Regions from separate parts of the Mus musculus genome. Here region 2 is linked to region 1. Evidence: chromatin contacts called from public Hi-C data. All regions are on one chromosome and are shown on one strand. The core of a region is the stretch at or near the end of the contact, and the rest is flanking DNA. Distances in the headings are between cores, read along the strand shown. Region 1 has its middle 110 kb from the start of Gas7. Region 2 overlaps Gas7 (growth arrest specific 7).

Region 1 (4,627 bases), core at 1,159-3,658:
GGGAGGGGAGGAGTAGGAGGAAGAGGAGGAGGAGGAGAAGGAGGAAGAAGAGGAGGAGGAGGAATCGCAAAAAGTTAGGGGAAAAATATTCTCCAAAATGAATGCAGACCAACTCCAGGACTCATTTCCCATCTCCCTAAATAAACTCAGCCACATGGTTCTTATCTGCTATTAAAACCAGACAGCCCGTGCAAGGGAGGATAAAACATAGAAGAACACTGGTTCCAAGCAGCGTTGGAACCTCCGGCTGTGTGGTCTGAGAAAACTCCACAGCCTCTCTCTGGGTCTTGAGTTTCTTTATCTGAGAACTGGAATCCACTTTTCCAGGCTGTTTGGAAGATTAGATGAGAACGCTCCCTGCAGTCATTAAGGACTAAACAAATGAAGCCTTTGACAACTTACAGTAAGCTCTGTACTGCTTATATTCACAAGTGTATGAGGGGCAAGCTGCCTATGATGGGCGACATCTGTAATCCCAGGCTTAAGGTTTAAGGATCTCCAGACATCAACAACTAGAGGCCAGCCTGGGCTACACAAGGAGAGCCTGTCTCAAAAACAAGACAAAGCAAACAAAAACCCCCAACTGGGCTAGTCTATAGGTTGACTGGTAGAGTGCAAGCCTGTCATGTACAAAGCCCTAGTTTCAATCCACAACACGGAATATATCAGGCATGGAGATAACACACACACGAGGGGAAGCACTCAGGAGGTGGAGGCAAGGGGAATCACAAGTTCAAAGTCACCCTAAACCACATAGCAAATTCAAGCTATCTTGGGCTAAATGAGGAGAGAGCAAGTCTATGAGAGACACCATGAACAAACACATTAGGGGAAATCAAAGACCACAGCTGTCACTTTCCAGAGGCTTCAGGACACAGCATTCCCAAAGCAACACGCCCATCTGCTGCTCTTCCCCAAGTATTCCCCAGGTCTGCTGGCTGCATTTTTCTACATGCCAAGAGCCCATCAACCTGCCTCCTTCCTGGACCACAAACAGCCTCAAGCTTGTCTGGAAACCAAGCCAGAGACAGGATGACACTGCTACGGTTCACATTCTCTGTCCTCTCACCCAGCTTTGGCTGATGCTCTGCCATTGCCATCACCCAGGGCTGCTGAGTGTGGCTGGACACAGAGACAGCCCTCCACTTTCTTCCAGCTGCAGGGCACTGAACGTAGCACATTGTCAGCAGCCCCAGGCCAGCAAAAGACAGAGAAGGAGAAAGGAAAGCAGAATCTAGACACATCAGATAGCAACCACAGATGAGGATGTAGCAAAACATAAAGGGAGAAATCAAAGAAAAGATGGGGAACCAAAACCTGATTGCATCTGGCATCTAGTGGTATTGCTGGAGAGCCCAACCTTGCACTCCCCGCCTGTGTCCCATAAGAGACGTTCTGCAAGGCTGAGCAAGCAAGGCAAGGAGCTGAAGACCCATTGAGGAGATGGGCAAACTGTGAATGGACAAACCTCTGGACCAGGGCAGAGCACAGATCTGTGTCTGTTGTCTCCTTCATCAAGTGCTTTCCCCAGAACCAGTAACTTTCATGAAGAGCCAACATTTGGAAAGGCAGAATTAACCACCAAAAATATCGTGCATAGTGCTGCTCACAACAGCCCAACAAAGAACCAACCCGAAAGTCTATCTGCTGATAGAGGGAAATAGAATACTATTCAGTCAGAGAAGGAAATGAGTCACTGTCACAGACTGCTATATCAGTGAACCTGAAGACACTGAAAACCAACCCACCAGCTATAGTTCTAAGGCATGCCTGCACTAGGCAAATCCACAGAAAGAGAAAATATATCAGTAACAGAGAAAGGTTGGGAGCATTGGGAAAGAGGAGGCTGTGGAGGGACTGCTTATTAAGTTCAAGGTGTTCTTGGGGTGGGGGGATAAAAATAATCTCTCAGACTTAAGAGTCAGTCATGATGTGTCCTGTCTGTGATCTCAACACTTGGGAAGCCGAGGCAGGAGGGTCACAAGTTTGAGGCTAACCTGAGAAACACTCTAAGACCTAACCTCAAAAGCATCAACTCGGAGACCTTTCTGGAATGAGACAGTGGGGATGGCAAAACCATGCTGGGGACATAACAGGTGCCACCAGCCATGTCTGTTAGAACAGTGGATCTGATGCTCTGTGAGTTGGACCCATGCTTTTGAAGAGGGAGGGCAGAGAAAAATGCAAGAGAGAATTGTTTAGAAGTTAAAGGAATGGAGAATGGCTGCTTCCCAGGAGTGCTGAAGGTACTGAAGGAGCCCCTCTCCTTTCACAGGCAGGAGCCAACCACAGGACGGCCAGCTGGGTAGCAGAGAAAGAAAAAGTGGCTGAAGCTGGAAGAGAAAGGAGGGTAGTTAGCAAGAGGAAGTGAGAAGGGCAGGCTGACACCCCCACAGAAACACCGCCTCTGAGCTGACAGAATGTCATTTCCTAAAGATTATGCACGCCCAGCTCTGGGCCAGGTCACATCACAGGTTCTAGAACACTGAAGCCACCCAACCCCTGGCCTTGGAGCTTAACTCTCTGGGGTTAACGGTGGTGTTCAGACTCACTGGTGGCTGGTGACCCTGGTGTAATAGGATCTAAAGCTTAGGCTGCCAAGAGTGAATAAAAACTAAGAATGTCACCAAGTAGGTGTCTAGGTGAAGATTATAGCAGCTGGGACACAGCCCTGGGAATTAGCAGTGGGTTCCCTGCTGGGTGAGCTCTAAACTGAGGCCTGAGGTGGAAAAGCAGCTATTTTAATTAAAAATTTTGGATTTTAATGTAGACTGAGGAATGTGATCTCCAACCCTTGTTTTAGACCAAACTCACCCAAAAGACATGTGTCCAGGATCCCAAGAGCCTCTACTTGTGCTGAGGTGTGGGGACCCGGAAATTCAGAGAAATGTGCCATGCCTTACAGAGCTCTGGTACCATGTGGGAGGCAAATGGTAACAGTTGAATAAGGAGAATACAGGGCTGTAAGTTCAGAGGGGGAAATGGAAGAAGCAGGGTTTTGTGTGTGTGTGTGTGTGTGTGTGTGTGTGTGTGTGTGTGTGTGTGTGGTGTGTGCACATGCACACACATGTGAGAGCAAAGGAGGCATGTGCTGGAATGTTCACAGTGTGAGGTCATGCACATGCCACAGCACACATGAGGAGCTCACAGGACAACTTCCAGAACTCAGCTCTCTCCTGCCAATCTAGGTACTGGTTTCTGGGGATGAAACTCAGCCTACACAGCATACATTTTTTACTCACTGAGCCATTTCAAGGTAGGGTTTCTGATGCAGAGTCTCACTATGTAGTCCCGACTGGTCTCTGCCTCTGTCTGCCGCTGGTCTCCTATCTCTGTCTCCCAAGTGCTGGGATCATAAATATCAGCCGTCATGCTCAGCTGGCAGGGTTGGTCTCTTCTAAAGCTTCTCCCTGCTATACACGTTGTCATCGTCTCCTTTTGTGTCTCACGTGGCTGTTCCTCTAAATGTGTATGTGGTCTCTGTCTAATTTCTTTTCCATAGGACCCTCATCTTATTAGGACCCTACCCAAATGACTGCATTTTAATGGCCCTTTTAAGAACCTATCCCCCAATATAGTGTCAGTCTAAGGTTGGAGAAGATAAGACACTGACTTAGAAATTTAGAAGGGACACAAGTCAGCTGCTCACAGCCTCTGGGCTCTTATCACCCTAGATGGCCCCTGGGACCCTGAGACCTCTCCATCAGCAACCCCTGAGTCTCACTAGGCTCAGCTCATCCTCAGCTGCATCTTCAGGGCCCAGAACACACCTGACAACCCAGGGGGTGCCATGAAAGGCTACAGTGGAGGACTGAGGAAATCGTGAGCTAATGCAACTCTCCCTGAGCAGGTAAGTCCTGTCTAGACCAAGAATTGCAACAGCTTTCTAATCTCCTGAGCAGAGAACAAGGAGGTCCCAGGAAAACACCCCAACAGCTACTTTAGAGGGCTTAAAGAAGGATAACCATAGAACAGGAATAGGAGGCTGGGATGAGGGGCCCTGTAGATTCTGGGTGGAAGGACACTCAAAATCAGAGCCTACTTCTTTAGCAGCCCCTTGCAGTGACAATGTTTGTATTACCATCACTGGTCCACACACATCACACCATATCCATGTTCCTAGCTCCATGAGAATCTTTCCAAATACCCTGAGAGGCAGTGGGTCCTCAAGGAATGATATCCAGTTAAGGAATGAACAAGTAGCCAATCCAGTGTGCAAGAGCCAAGGGCCCAACAGTTAGAGCCCCAAGCCTATGCCACTGTGACGGAATCCATGACAACATCTTATAAGGACAAAAGGGTTGTGTTTGGTCCACGGTCTCCAAGTCCACAATCAGCTTTCCTCTGTGGCATCATCGGACACCAGGTGAAAGCACAAGATAGGGGGAAAGAGAGAGAAAGGGAGAATGGTAAGATGAGGAAGAGGGATGGAGGAAGGGAGGGAGAGGAAGAAAAGTGATGAAGGGGATACAGAGGAGGGAGGTGGTAGGCTCTTCTTAGGGCAAGCCTTCACCAGTCTAATCTCTCTTCTCTTGATTCAAGCCCCTGATGTTTCCAAACCTGGCTGAGCACCAAGCCCTGGATATGCAGACCTCTGAAGAACACTCCATATCGACCCAGAACTAGC
Region 2 (4,627 bases), core at 953-3,452, 180 kb before region 1:
ACCAGCAGACTCCTATGTCAGCTGAATCGCACTTGGGGTCTCTGACTTAAGGGCAGGAGAACATCTGGCATCGAACTGGTTAGTGAGATAGTAGCTCAAGGGAATCAGGCAGAGAGTGATAGAGAAAGATGTGTCTTCCTCTGGTCTCCACATGCATTCAGGTATGTACATACAACTGTGCACGCACAACCACATGTAAATTAATAACTAACTAATGGAAGCCATAGACTTAAGACGCTATTGCCCTTCAGTATCTGGGGGTTAGAGGGGTAGGCAATGGTTTCAAGCCCCACGTGGATGGCAGAGTTTATAGATGCCAAGGCTTCCTTATGTAAAAGGGTACAGTATTTGCATATTACAAATAGTCACCCTCTGACCAGCTCTAGATTTATAATACTTAATTTGGGTACAGACACAATTTTCAGTGTGTAGTTGGTGGGGTCCCCAGCTAGGTGAATTCACAGGCCTGGACCTGGTATGTAGTGGCCACAGTACTCAAAGGCGGGCATGACTGATTTCTAAGGCACCTCATCGCCTGGGAGGGGTTGTTAGGACAGATGGGTGGGTCCTAGCCCGAGTGTGTGGTCAGAGGCTCTGGGTGAGGCCTGGGTGACTACTGGTGAGAAGCAGCGCTCCCAAGCCAGGCTGCAGGGGAGGAGTGATACCCAAGGAAGGTCTGCACCCACCCGTGGAAGACAGAATAATGAGCAAGCCCCAGGGTCTCAGAGCCTTCTCAACAGATGCCTACAGCAGGGACGAGAAGGTTTGGGGGTCTAGAAGGTGAAGGCCCCTTGTATGGCCCTGGAAGAGCCACGGGAAGATGGCCACAGGGCAGGAGTGAGGGTGGGAAGTGGGAGAAGCTGCCAACTCTTGATGCCCCTGTAACTCTCAGGATGCCCTGGTGAGGAGCTCTGGGGTACGGGGTTACTGTCTCTGTCACTTCTGGTTTGTGTTAGTTCAAAGGGGCTTCCCAGAGACGTCAGAGCCCTTCTCCCCCTGGTGGTCATGTAGAGAAGTGCATAACACTGAGGAAGTCAGATCACAGAGTGTTTAAATTCAGGTCAGGCTGGCAGCAGAGCTAAATGTTTGCCAGATAGCCCCTCCATGGTATGTGCTACCCTGGGATTCCCTACTATGCCGTGTCTCCCAAGCACCCTGCACACATATGTCGGTGTTGCTACTTCTGATGGCGTTTTCACACTCCCTTCCTTCCTGACAGCCCGTCTATGAGGGCAGGTGGAGAGGCAGAGAGCATCCTTCCCCAGGGTTTTCCTAGCTTCTGCCACAGCAGGCAAACAGTGGAGACCCAACAAATCGTCATTCTAGCAATGACTGGGTACTAGGTCTGCAGTGCAGCATCTGCTCTCAAGAGCCTGATAATTAAGGGATGATGGTTCTTGGGATACAATTCTCATTAGGGTAGGCACGGGATGCTGAGGCCACAGGAAGGGCTGGGGATGCTGAGACCACTCTTAGATGAAATAGTGCTTGAGGAGGCAGGCAAGCTAGGCAGAGGTAAGAATGTTCCAGAAAGGAAAGGGGCCTGCGTGTGTGTGCATGTGCATGTTTATGGGCACATGTGTGTGTTTGTGTGTGTGCAAATGCGAGTACTTCTGTGTGTGTGTGTGTGTCTGTGTGAGTGCATGTGTATTCACACATATGCATGCTGAGTTTGGCTCAGAAGCAAGAGGGGCCTTGCGGAAGCAGTTAAGTACAACGTGCCCTCTGCGTGAGTGCCCAGCCCCAAGTGGTGGAGACTGCACAGGATGGCAGACCACGACGGTGGCCCCAGGAGGGAACGCCTCAGGACTGCCCTCGACCCCACAAGTCAACAGTGGCAAGTCTGAGAGCATGAGAAGCCAAGCCTGACTATAGGTGTGTCCCCACACTGGGGAATGGGGGAGGGGAGATGAATGCATCTGGAGGGAGGGAGAGTCCACAGCAGTGGAGGGAACCTTGAGGGCAGTGAAATGAAGTCACCCCCAGGAAGCAATCAGGGCAGAAATGTCCATCTGCGAAAATGGCGCAGACCTGCACAGGGCAGGGAACTGAGGCACAGAGGCTGACAGGCCAGTCACAAGTGGTCCAAGTCCTCATGCTGACTCTGCCCCTCTGACCTTCAGGCCTCATAGCCAGGCTCCTGTGTCGCCAAACCACAAGGCTCCATTAGCAGGACTGCGGTGCTCAGGCAGGAAGAGGAAGTGGGACATGTCCTTCCCCGATACTTCCATGGGTAGATTCCTTCCCTCTCCTGGTGATTTCCAGGCAACTTATAGGAATGCACAGCTGCACCCCTGGGGAAAGGTGTGTCTTCTCTGAAAGCCTTGGGAACAATGAGGGCCTCCGACCCTCCTGGCCGTACACAGTAGACAGCCCAGGGATCTGTTTTATGCTCAGCATGAGCTAATCATGCCCCAGGTGCTTACCATGGGTGAACTCACGGACTCCTCATAACAGCCATGGAAGGCACTGAGCACAGAGAGGTTAAGTGACCTAACACAGAATGCTCAGCTCGTATGTAATAGTGGAGCTATGGCTTGAATCTAGACTAGGACTCTGGGTCTAGACTAGGATCCTAAACCCTGTCCCACATGACTTGTCCTATACCCTGGGGCAAAGTGTAGGTAGGCCCTACTCATGGCCAAGGCAGGGCTAAGCAGGAAGCAGAACGGGGGGGGGGGGGGTGCCTGTCTCTCTGTGTATGTGTGTGTATGTGTCTGTGTATGTATATGTGTGTGTGTATATATGTGTGTGTGTGTCTGTGTATGTGTGTATATGTGTGTGTGTATGTGTGTGTGTGCATGTGTGTGTGTGTAGGTGGGTGGTATGGCCCCTCCCACCAACTCCTCTGGGGATCCTTTGCCTCACCCACAGACATGTGGGAAAACACCTTACCCCTATAGCTGGGATGCTTCCTCTGCAGTGGATGCTCAGTTGAGACATTCTGCAGGATCATGAGGACTGCTCCCAGACACTCTTCGAGGCACAAAGGGAGCAACGGCAGCTGATGAGGCACCTAGCTAGGCCACCCACGTGTGACCCACCCACAGGGCCCGACGTGGGAAGCTGGGGCAGCGATGCCTGTGTCCCAGGGGAGGGCTTTAGTCAGTGTCTTTACAGCCTGCAGAGTTACATGGTTTGGGAACTCCGGCTGCAGCTAAGTACTCCGTGTGCCTTTCTCTGGCTTGGTAAGTGAGAAGATAGGAGAGGCCCCCACATGGCTCTCCTCCAGCCACTTGCTCCCTCCCAGGATGCCATGCCTCCAGACCGGTTACACTGCGCATCCAAATGAAGGGCCACAAGGTCCTCTAATTCCTCTGTCCTGTGCCTGGTGCTCTCCCTGTCACTGTTGCTCGAATCCCCTACAACCTGATGTGTCAAGTTTGTGCCGAGGGCAGTGAGCAGCCATTAGTGTCTGTCACTCTCAATCAGACGGCTCCCCGCCCCCACCTGCCAGCCCAGAACTGCTGATGGCAGGGACGAGGCCCAGGCATGGCTGCCAGCCCTTCTGCTGCTGCCAGCTTCTCTTCTAAACTAGCTTTGGGCCACTAAGCTTCAGATCCAGCCCAGTCCTTGCTCTCTGATCGAGGATATGCACCCAGGGCTGGCAGGGCCTGGCAACGCTGCCTTCCAGATTAGATGGGAGGGAAATTGCTCACCACACACTCCCATATTCCCTGAAGTAGGGAAGCTGGTGTCTCAGCCTCCTAGAAATGGGGCCATCCCATCCTCTGAAGAAGTGCTGCGTTCTATAGGGTTTGAACATGGAGCTATGGGCTCCGTATGGAGACATAGTCCTGGGTGAGGGAAAGGATGGTTCAGGTCACCAGCCTGAAGGGACATGGGGTAAGAGTATCCAAGGGGTGTATGTGTAAGCGCCCAGGTTGGCATCAGGGAGGCTTGGATTCCAGTCCTGAATATTCTTTGTCACTTGCTGTGACTTATAGCCAGTCTCTCCTTGGCTCAGTTTCCTCCAGAAGTAGTGAAAGGAAGGCACTTTTCTGTCCTTGTCCCAGAGAAAGCAACTGCTAATATGTCTCAGAGTCCTCACTTTAAACAGTGTCCCAGAAGCCATGATAGCAGCTCTGTGCTGCAGACCATCCTAGAGATGCGCTGATACAGGCCAGAGGGAAGGACCAGGCAGGAGGGTACAAGGTGAGCCAGCCAATGAGAATCTCACGGCCATACTCAGAAACTCTGAGTGAAAGGACCCAGTAGGGGCCTGACTCTGGTTGGGCTCCATCACTGTGTGTCTCTGAGACAACCAGCCAGCCCACTCCTTACTCCTGATTTTGTTTTTAGATCATGAAAATGTCTCTCTCTTATTTGCTCTTCTTCCTTTCTCCCCATTTCTAACCGCCCTGAGACGCTGTCACCTTGCTTCAGCCTTTGGTAACAGTGTGAGACATGGGGTCCAGGCCTCCAGAAGCCCAAACCTGGGGCCTGCCTAAGGCCTGCCAGATTCCTTGAGATTCTCTAGGAAGAGAGGTTGTGGTTGCAGCAGGCTAAGTTCCCTAACCCAGTTTCCAGGAGACACAAGGAGGTCAAAACAGGCTGATGACCCGCGGGCCCTAAGTCAGCTCAGGAAGGGTACTGCCAGTGGGCAAGAGCTGAGGTTTCAATCTTG

What was found. A called contact is a pair of places that touch in the nucleus more often than the background predicts.
Region 2: a contact with region 1 is called in a Hi-C map of bone marrow-derived macrophages, with 31 read pairs. The contact joins two enhancer-like sites. A contact is called at or near these places in 2 of 15 datasets of contacts at CTCF or cohesin (the NIH/3T3 cell line and large pre-B cells), 8 of 484 Hi-C or Micro-C datasets (bone marrow-derived macrophages, cerebral cortex, cortical neurons and 3 more), 3 of 115 datasets of contacts at active chromatin or transcription factors (bone marrow-derived macrophages, embryonic stem cells and stem cell-derived neural progenitor cells) and 2 of 9 other capture datasets (adipose tissue and liver).

What each region holds. Positions count from the first base shown.
Region 1 is chr11:67,477,467-67,482,093 of GRCm38.p6, reverse strand. It overlaps a transcript of Gas7 not described here. Among named protein-coding and RNA genes, the nearest start is that of Gas7, 110 kb to the left of the region's middle. Within about 2 kb of position 2,408, at least 58 of the 459 cell types and tissues checked have an H3K27ac peak or open chromatin away from gene starts, as enhancers often do. A contact at or near this core is called in bone marrow-derived macrophages, where this site is marked.
Region 2 is chr11:67,654,261-67,658,887 of GRCm38.p6, reverse strand. The region is part of intron 5 of Gas7 (growth arrest specific 7); the gene reads right to left. Among named protein-coding and RNA genes, the nearest start is that of Rcvrn, 39 kb to the left of the region's middle. Within about 2 kb of position 2,202, at least 37 of the 459 cell types and tissues checked have an H3K27ac peak or open chromatin away from gene starts, as enhancers often do. A contact at or near this core is called in bone marrow-derived macrophages, where this site is marked.